Linked DNA regions of Macaca mulatta: region 1 is linked to region 2. A link is a contact called in public Hi-C data. All regions are on one chromosome and are shown on one strand. The core of a region is the stretch at or near the end of the contact, and the rest is flanking DNA. Distances in the headings are between cores, read along the strand shown. Region 1 holds the start of PTCH2 (patched 2). Region 2 holds the start of HECTD3 (HECT domain E3 ubiquitin protein ligase 3).

The links. Hi-C and Micro-C count contacts between places; a contact is called where the count stands out from the background.
Region 1: a contact with region 2 is called in a Hi-C map of fetal cortex germinal zone, with 3 times the contacts expected there. The contact joins the promoter of PTCH2 here to the promoter of HECTD3 in region 2. A contact is called at or near these places in 7 of 14 Hi-C or Micro-C datasets (CD4 T cells, blood, cortical neurons and 4 more).

Annotation. Positions count from the first base shown.
Region 1 is chr1:195,791,663-195,795,293 of T2T-MMU8v2.0, forward strand. PTCH2 (patched 2) reads left to right here and starts at 1,814. Exons shown (of 21, transcript XM_077958807.1): 1 at 1,814-3,631. The coding sequence starts at 3,299.
Region 2 is chr1:195,615,005-195,618,953 of T2T-MMU8v2.0, forward strand. It overlaps HECTD3 (HECT domain E3 ubiquitin protein ligase 3), which reads left to right and starts at 1,705. Exons shown (of 21, transcript NM_001257654.1): 1 at 1,705-2,155; 2 at 2,338-2,498; 3 at 2,760-2,852; 4 at 2,932-3,067; 5 at 3,370-3,485; 6 at 3,571-3,684; 7 at 3,827-3,909. The coding sequence starts at 1,787. It overlaps UROD (uroporphyrinogen decarboxylase), which reads right to left and starts at 422. Exons shown (of 9, transcript XM_077959671.1): 1 at 383-422. The coding sequence starts at 402.

The DNA of each region.
Region 1 (3,631 bases), core at 564-3,063, 180 kb after region 2:
ACTGTAGACCCATTTCTCCCACCCTAGTCTTTCAACTATAAGGCAAGAGGTTTCCTTAATAACAGACTTTGCCTTGAAAGCATCCATAGAATGATCAACTTTGCCACAATTGTTAGCAGTGATGGGCCTATGATGAAAGCAGAGTCCCAAGGCCCAAGTGGTTACAAATCTATTTCTCCAAGGACCTTATGTCTTGCAGAGTCTGGTAAAAAAGGAAGGAGATCAAGAGCTACTTAAAGCATAGCATCAGGAGTTGCACTCCTGATGACAACCAGTGCTGATTCCAGGCTTCTCCCTGTCTTCAGCTGTTGCCCCAAGAGCAAACTAGGAGCCCATACAGACTAAGTGTCGTTTAGTTTCTATTTCAGAGACTTGCTAGGCTCTTTCTAGCTGTTTCTATTTCAGAGACTTGCTAGGGATACACTTTTTTTTTAACCTTAAATTTTTTATGTTATCATTATTATTGTTTTTTGAGGCAGGGTCTCACTCTGTCGCCCAGGCTGGAGTGCAATGGCACAATCACAGCTCGCTGCAGCCTCTACCTTCTGGATTCAATCAACCCTCCTGCCTGAGCCTCCCAAGTAGCTGGGACTACAGGTGTGCTCCACCACACCCAGCTAATTTTTTATTTTTTTGTAGAGATGAGGTCTCACTATGTTGCCAGGGCTTGAACTCCCGGCCTCAAGCAATCCTCCCGCCTCAGCCTCCCAAAGTGCTGGGATTACAAGTGTGAGCTACCATGCCACTTTATCCTCAGCAGGACACACTGTATAACAGGGAGAAGAAAGTACTATTCAGGTAGGCTGCTTTTCATGTGCAGTTACTATTTGGCCAATAGCATCATACATATATTAGTTCCTCCATAGGCATTTTTCTGGGTGAATGGACAAATGGAAATGGCAAACCCCTTAGGTGTTCACCGCCTCAACCTAAATGTTCCTCTTCCCCAGGACTGAGGTGCTAGAGATGATGTTAATTAGCACAAGCTTTCAAAAATCAGTTGAGCAGTGTGTAGCAAGAGCCATAAAAATGTACATACTCTTTGACCCAAACAACACCACTTCTGGGAATCTGTCCTGAGGATATTCTCCAAATGATTGATTACAAAAACTATGTAGTGGCCGGGCGCGGTGGCTCAAGCCTGTAATCCCAGCACTTTGGGAGGCCGAGACGGGCGGATCACGAGGTCAGGAGATCAAGACCATCCTGGCTAACACGGTGAAACCCCGTCTCTACTAAAAAAAATACAAAAAACTAGTTGGGCGAGGTGGCGGGCCCCTGTAGTCCCAGTTACTTGGGAGGCTGAGGCAGGAGAATGGCGTAAACCCAGGAGGCGGAGCTTGCAGTGAGCTGAGATCCGGCCACTGCACTCCAGCCTGGGTGACAGAGCAAGACTCTGTCTCAAAAAAAAAAAAAAAAACTATGTAGTAACATGAAATATTTATGATGTAATGATTTTTTTTTAAAGTCTGGGAGAACTGACCAAGAAATTGGCCAGAGATAATAGTAGTTGTGTTAGAAAAATGAGTTTCTTGTAGATTATTTTTCTCTTTCCCAAACTTTACATATTGGAATATTGATTTTACCCAACTCTGCCACTTGGGGTTTATCAGTCAGGAACCCAATAGAAACAGCACACTCAAATAGGATAGTTGAAAGTTTAATAGAGGGACTATTGCCTCTATTCTTCCCTGTTTCCAATCCTTTACACCCTGAATTCTGCAACTCTTAGTGACTCACTCAACAATTATTAAGCACCTATTTATTGTCTGGTGAAGAAGGCAGACTTTCAAGTACATAAGTTATTTTGTCATAAATGCAATTATACATATATAAATTGAGTTGTTATAGAGAGCACAAATAAGCAATTATCTGCCAGGAGAGAGACATGAATCAAGGAAGGTTTCAAAGAGGGTGTAGGCTGGGTACAGTGGCTCACGCCTATAATTCCAGCACTTTGGAAGGCCCAGGTGGGAAAATGACGTGAGCCCAGGAGTTCGAGACCAACCTGGGCAACATGGCGAAACCCTGTCTATACAAAATTATAAAAATTAGCCGGTGTGGTGGTGCACACCTATAGTCCCAGCCGTTTGGGAGGCTGAGATGGGAGGATCCCTTGAGACTGGGAGCTCAAGGCTGCAGTGTGCTGTAAAGGCGCCACTGCACTCCTACCTGGGCAACAGAGGGAGATCCTGCCTCAGAAAAAAAAGGGGGGGGGAGGGGAGCAGTGATTCAAGTTCAGTTTTTTGAAGATTATCTGCCAAGACAAAAGGGCCAAAACATGTGCAAAGGTAGGAACGAGGGAACACTGATGTGAGGGAACTATGGGAGAGGAGGCTTTAGCTAGCTAGATCACACAGGGCCCTGTGCTCCAAGTGGGCCTTGTGCTTTGGAGCTATCAGATTTGCATGTTAGAGAAATGACTCTGGTCTCAGTGGAGAGAGTGGACTGAAGAGGGCAAGAATGGAGGCCAGGAAGAGTGAACAGAAATCTTGGGCTTTGATTGGGTCGGAAAGAAAGTGTGGCCCTACGCGCTTTGATGCCATCTCTAAGACCTACAGCTACCTCACCCCCGACCTCTGGAAGGAGACTGTATTCACCAAGACTCCCTATCACGATTCACTGACCACCTCGTCAAGACCCACACCAGAGTCTCCGTGCACAGGATCCAGGCTCCAGCTGTGGCTACAACACAGGGTTTTTATACAAGAAAAATAAAGTGAATTAAGCCTGAAGACAAAAGAAAGAAAAAGAAAGTGTGGTCCTAGGCCAGGCGCGGTGGCTCACGCTTGTCATCCCAGCACTTCGAGAGGCTGAGGTGGGCTGATAGTCTGAGCTCGGGAGTTTGAGACCAGCCTGGGCAACATGGCGGAAACCTGTTCTCCACCAAAAATACAAAAAGCAGGGCGTGGTGGTGCATGCCTGTGGTCCCAGCTACTTGGGAGGCTGAGGTGGGAGGATGGCTTGAGCCTGGAAGGCGGAGGCTGCAAGCCGAGATGGAGCCACGGCACTCCAGCTTAGGTGACAGAGTGAGACCCCGTCTTAAAAAAAAAAAAAAAAAAGTGTAGCCCTAACAGAGCCCGCAAACGCCCTTTCTTAGCGTCAGCCTCTGGACTTACACTTGGCAGCGCTGCGCCTCTCCGGGATCTCCCTCCCTCCTCCTCCCTGTGGCCCCGCGGGCGGGAGGGAGGCGCAGGGTGGCCCAGCCTGGGTGGTCTCCTGCCCCGCCCCCTGCGGCGCCGTTACCTAGCAGCGGGCCCGGCCGCACGGCTAGGGTAATTTGCGGGCCCCTCAGCCAATGGGAGGGCGTCGCCCCGGCCAGCTCCCTTTTCTGAAGCTCCAGCCGCCTCCCGGGCACTGCAGTCGCCACCTCGAACCCTGCTGTGCGTCTCGGGCCAGCAATTCCGTCTGCGCGCGGAACCCATTCCTCCTCCAGCCGCCGCGGCCCACGGCCCACAGAGCGGGTGAACCCCGGCGCCGCGCCCCGGGCCCGCAGCTCCCTGCACTCCTCCCTCGCAGCCGTCTTAACACCGGCACCCCACAGTCTCTCCCACGCCTGCGCCTTGGCGGCCCCACTGAATCCCCACGCGGGGCCCAGCGGTACTGGGAGACCGGGCTAGCCTATGGGAGC
Region 2 (3,949 bases), core at 455-2,954:
CTCGAAGCAACTAGAGGGACTAGGGGGAGGAAATAAGGCCCAGGAAGGATAGTTTGGGGGTCTTCGGACTACGGAGTCTCAGAAACGGGAATGTCACTGGGCTGGTTCAGAGGCTGAGAGATCCCCAGGCTGGGGGATAAAGAGGGATGAGAGTTGATGGTCCCAGAATAGAGATCCTGGTTGGAAATCCTGAGGCATCCCTTGAATTAAGGCCCCTGGGATGAACGTCTCAAAAATCCATGGTTTTAGGATTCAGGATCCCAGCTAACAGAGTCCAGGTTGAGAGATCTCCAAGGTGGGGAAAGGGGAGTACAGGGATAGAGTCCTGAGTTGGAAGACTCAGAAGCTCAACTAGCCACACCGCGTGCTCTGGAGAACTCACCCCAACCCGTTCGCTTCCATGGTCAGCTGTCTGTAACTGCGAGCTCAATTCGCAAGTTAACCTGAATGTGAGCCTGCCCCCACCCCGTCCAGGCTCCGCCCCTTTCTGTAGGGAATCAAGGGCGTCGCCATGTTGAAGATCACATGATCAGACTCCCGCGACAGCTCCAGGGCTGCCCTGGCTGCTGCCCGTAGGACCCCTACCTTTTTTCACCGTAAAGTCCGCTGTAGCGACGCAACAACAAACGCTGAAAAGAGAACTCCGCTGTAACTGTATGTTACGGTGACATGAGGAATTTGTTCTCATCTGACGGTCTGGGTATCCGGAGGCTTGGCTCAAGTCCCACTCATGATTCTAATAGTCTTATTCAGCCAGGCATACTGAGGATGATGGAACCAGGCTGCTCAGGAAACTGAAATCGTCATATACTTACATTACCTACTAAGAGCCTGGACCTACAGTAGGTGTAGAGGTTAGCTCTGCTCAAGACAGCCCCGGTCTTTAAGAAGCTATAAGACTGGGAAAACAGAAATCAGTAATCACATTAAAATGAATAACGATTACCAGTGTCCTTGGGATTAGGAGTGACAAACAGAACCCGAATGACTCAAGACTCCTGTCAGTGGCAGGGGAAGGAGCCATTGTCTCAAACATTTTAGTCACACCACCTATAGGATAGGGAGTCGGCCGGGCGCGGTGGCTCAAGCCTGTAATCCCAGCACTTTGGGAGGCCGAGACGGGCGGATCATGAGGTCGGGAGATCGAGACCATCCTGGCTAACACAGTGAAACCCCGTCTCTACTAAAAAATACAAAAAACTAGCCGGGCGAGGTGGCGGGCGCCTGTAGTCCCAGCTACTCGGGAGGCTGAGGCAGGAGAATGGCGTGAACCCGGGAGGCGGAGCTTGTAGTGAGCCGAGATCAGGCCACTGCACTCCAGCCTGGGCGACAGAGCAAGACTCCGTCTCAAAAAAAAAAAAAAAAAAAAAAAAAAAAAGGATAGGGAGTCCAGCAAATTCGTTGGGAGTGGGAGGAAAAAGAGCAGGCCGAAGAACCAGAAAAATGTTGGCAATGATCCAGGCCAGATAGAACGGTTATTGAATGAGGGTAGTAGCAGTAGAGATAAAATGGTAGTAGCAAGGAAATGGAGAGAAGGAGATTGATCAGGTAGAAATCACCAATCTTGGGTTTGGTCGGCTGGGTTAGGGTGGCACAGAGGTAGGTAATATGATTGGGTGTAGGAGTACACAGTGCAATACGGTGAGCGCTGGGTGCGCTTAGTCCAGAACATACGGCGAAGGCTGGCCAAAGGCGGGGCAGGGCGTGGTGGGAAGCTCCGTCCGCGGTCGCGCCAGCTGTTCACCGGGTAGGATCGCCCTTAGGCGCTCACCTCCGCCACTTAGCCATGGCGGGTCCTGGCCCGGGCGCGGTGCTGGAGTCCCCGCGGCAGCTGCTGGGCCGCGTGCGCTTCTTGGCGGAGGCAGCGCGGAGCCTCCGCGCTGGGCGGCCGCTGCCGGCAGCGCTGGCTTTCGTGCCGCAAGAGGTGCTCTACAAGCTTTACAAGGACCCGGCAGGACCGTCGCGCGTGCTCCTGCCCGTGTGGGAGGCAGAGGGCCTGGGGTTGCGTGTGGGCGCCGCAGGCCCAGCCCCCGGAACCGGCTCCGGGCCCCTCCGCGCCGCCCGCGACAGCATCGAGCTCCGGCGCGGCGCCTGCGTGCGCACCACGGGCGAGGAGCTGTGCAACGGCCACGGGCTCTGGGTGAAGCTGACAAAGGTGAGCTCTTCCCCACCCAGGACCAGGTAAAAGACCCCCGGGGCCAGAGAAACCTCTGGCTGTTTCCCTTTCCTCCCCTGTATTGAGTTGGCATTGCGTTCGGTGCCCTTTGCCCTGGGCTGGGTAGGACAGGCGGCTGGGCAGTTCCCTGACGGCTGTCCCCATCCGGCGCGTCCCGGCAGGAGCAGCTGGCAGAGCACCTGGGCGACTGCGGGCTGCAGGAAGGCTGGCTGCTGGTGTGCCGCCCGGCGGAGGGCGGAGCCCGCCTGGTACCCATCGACACTCCCAACCACCTCCAGCGGCAGCAGCAGCTCTTTGGCGTGGATTATCGGCCGGTGCTCAGGTCCTGCACTTGAAGGAGCGGGGCTTGCTGTCCGAAGGCCAGGCCAGGACGGCTTGGGAACACTTCAGCCGCACCCTGGGGTGGGTGGGATACTGGAGTGGAGGCAGGGTTAAGAACAGGAAGGGGCGGGACATGAAGGGGGCTCGGGTGGGGCGTCTGGAGACCGGGAGATAGAGCCCAGGAGAAGGCTACACGGCATGGAGGTAGTGTCCTGCTGCCCGCTGATGTCTCCCTTTCCCACTCCCTACTCTGTGCCCACAGGTGGGAACAGGTGGTGGACCTGACATACTCACATCGCCTGGGATCGAGACCTCAGCCAGCAGAGGCATACGCAGAAGCTGTACAAAGGCTACTGTGAGTGAGCTGGAATGGGGTGGGGAGGAAGGAGCTCTGCGTCTGGGCCCAGTCTAATTAGGGGCTTGGGGTTGCTTAGCTATGTACCCCCGACATGGACCTACGAGTGCGACGAGGACCTGATCCACTTCTTGTATGACCACCTGGGCAAGGAGGATGAGAACCTGGGTAGCGTGAAGCAGTATGTGGAGAGCATAGACGTTTCCTCCTACACGGTGGGTGCTGGGGCTCCTCCCACCCCAGGCAAGATATAGTCACACCCCTCAAGGCTAGATCCAGAAAGAACCCCCACCTCCAGGCCAGGACCAAAACAGGGTCCCCACGGGCCACACTCACTTCAGCTCCCTATCTTGGAAGTCTGTAGGAACCCCTACATACCCAGCGGCCCCCTATCCCATACCAGTTGCCTGTTAGCCCAGCTTCACTCTGCTTTCTCTCTGGTCCTCCTGGTCCAGAGCACAAGCCCAGCTCAGCGAGGGAGGGTAACTACTGACTCCACCTCTCTGCCCCTCCCCAGGAGGAGTTCAATGTATCCTGCCTGACAGACAGCAATGCCGATACCTACTGGGAGAGCGATGGGTCCCAGTGCCAGCACTGGGTACGGCTTACCATGAAGAAGGGCACCATTGTCAAGTAAGTAGGCTCTGGGCAGGACAGGATGGGTGAGCCACATTCCTGTGGGTTCACAAAGACTCATGTTCACACTCTGACCTTTCAGGAAGCTGCTACTTACAGTAGATACCACAGATGACAACTTTATGCCAAAGCGGGTGGTGGTCTATGGGGGCGAAGGGGACAACCTGAAGAAGCTGAGTGACGTGAGCATTGACGAGTGAGCACACTGGCCTGGGGAGGGAAGTAGGGTGTGTTCCAAGCCTAGCCCAGCTTGGAAGCCTAAGTTTGAGTGAGACTCCAGCAGTCTCTGAAGGCCTGAGGCAGGAGGTATCCGAAGTGCCTCACACTCGTCTCCTCAGGACCCTGATTGGTGATGTCTGTGTCCTGGAGGACATGACTGTCCACCTCCCGATCATCGAGATCCGCATCGTGGAGTGCCGAGGTGAGGCTTAAGGCTCTAAGGAGGGAAAGAGAGCCCGATG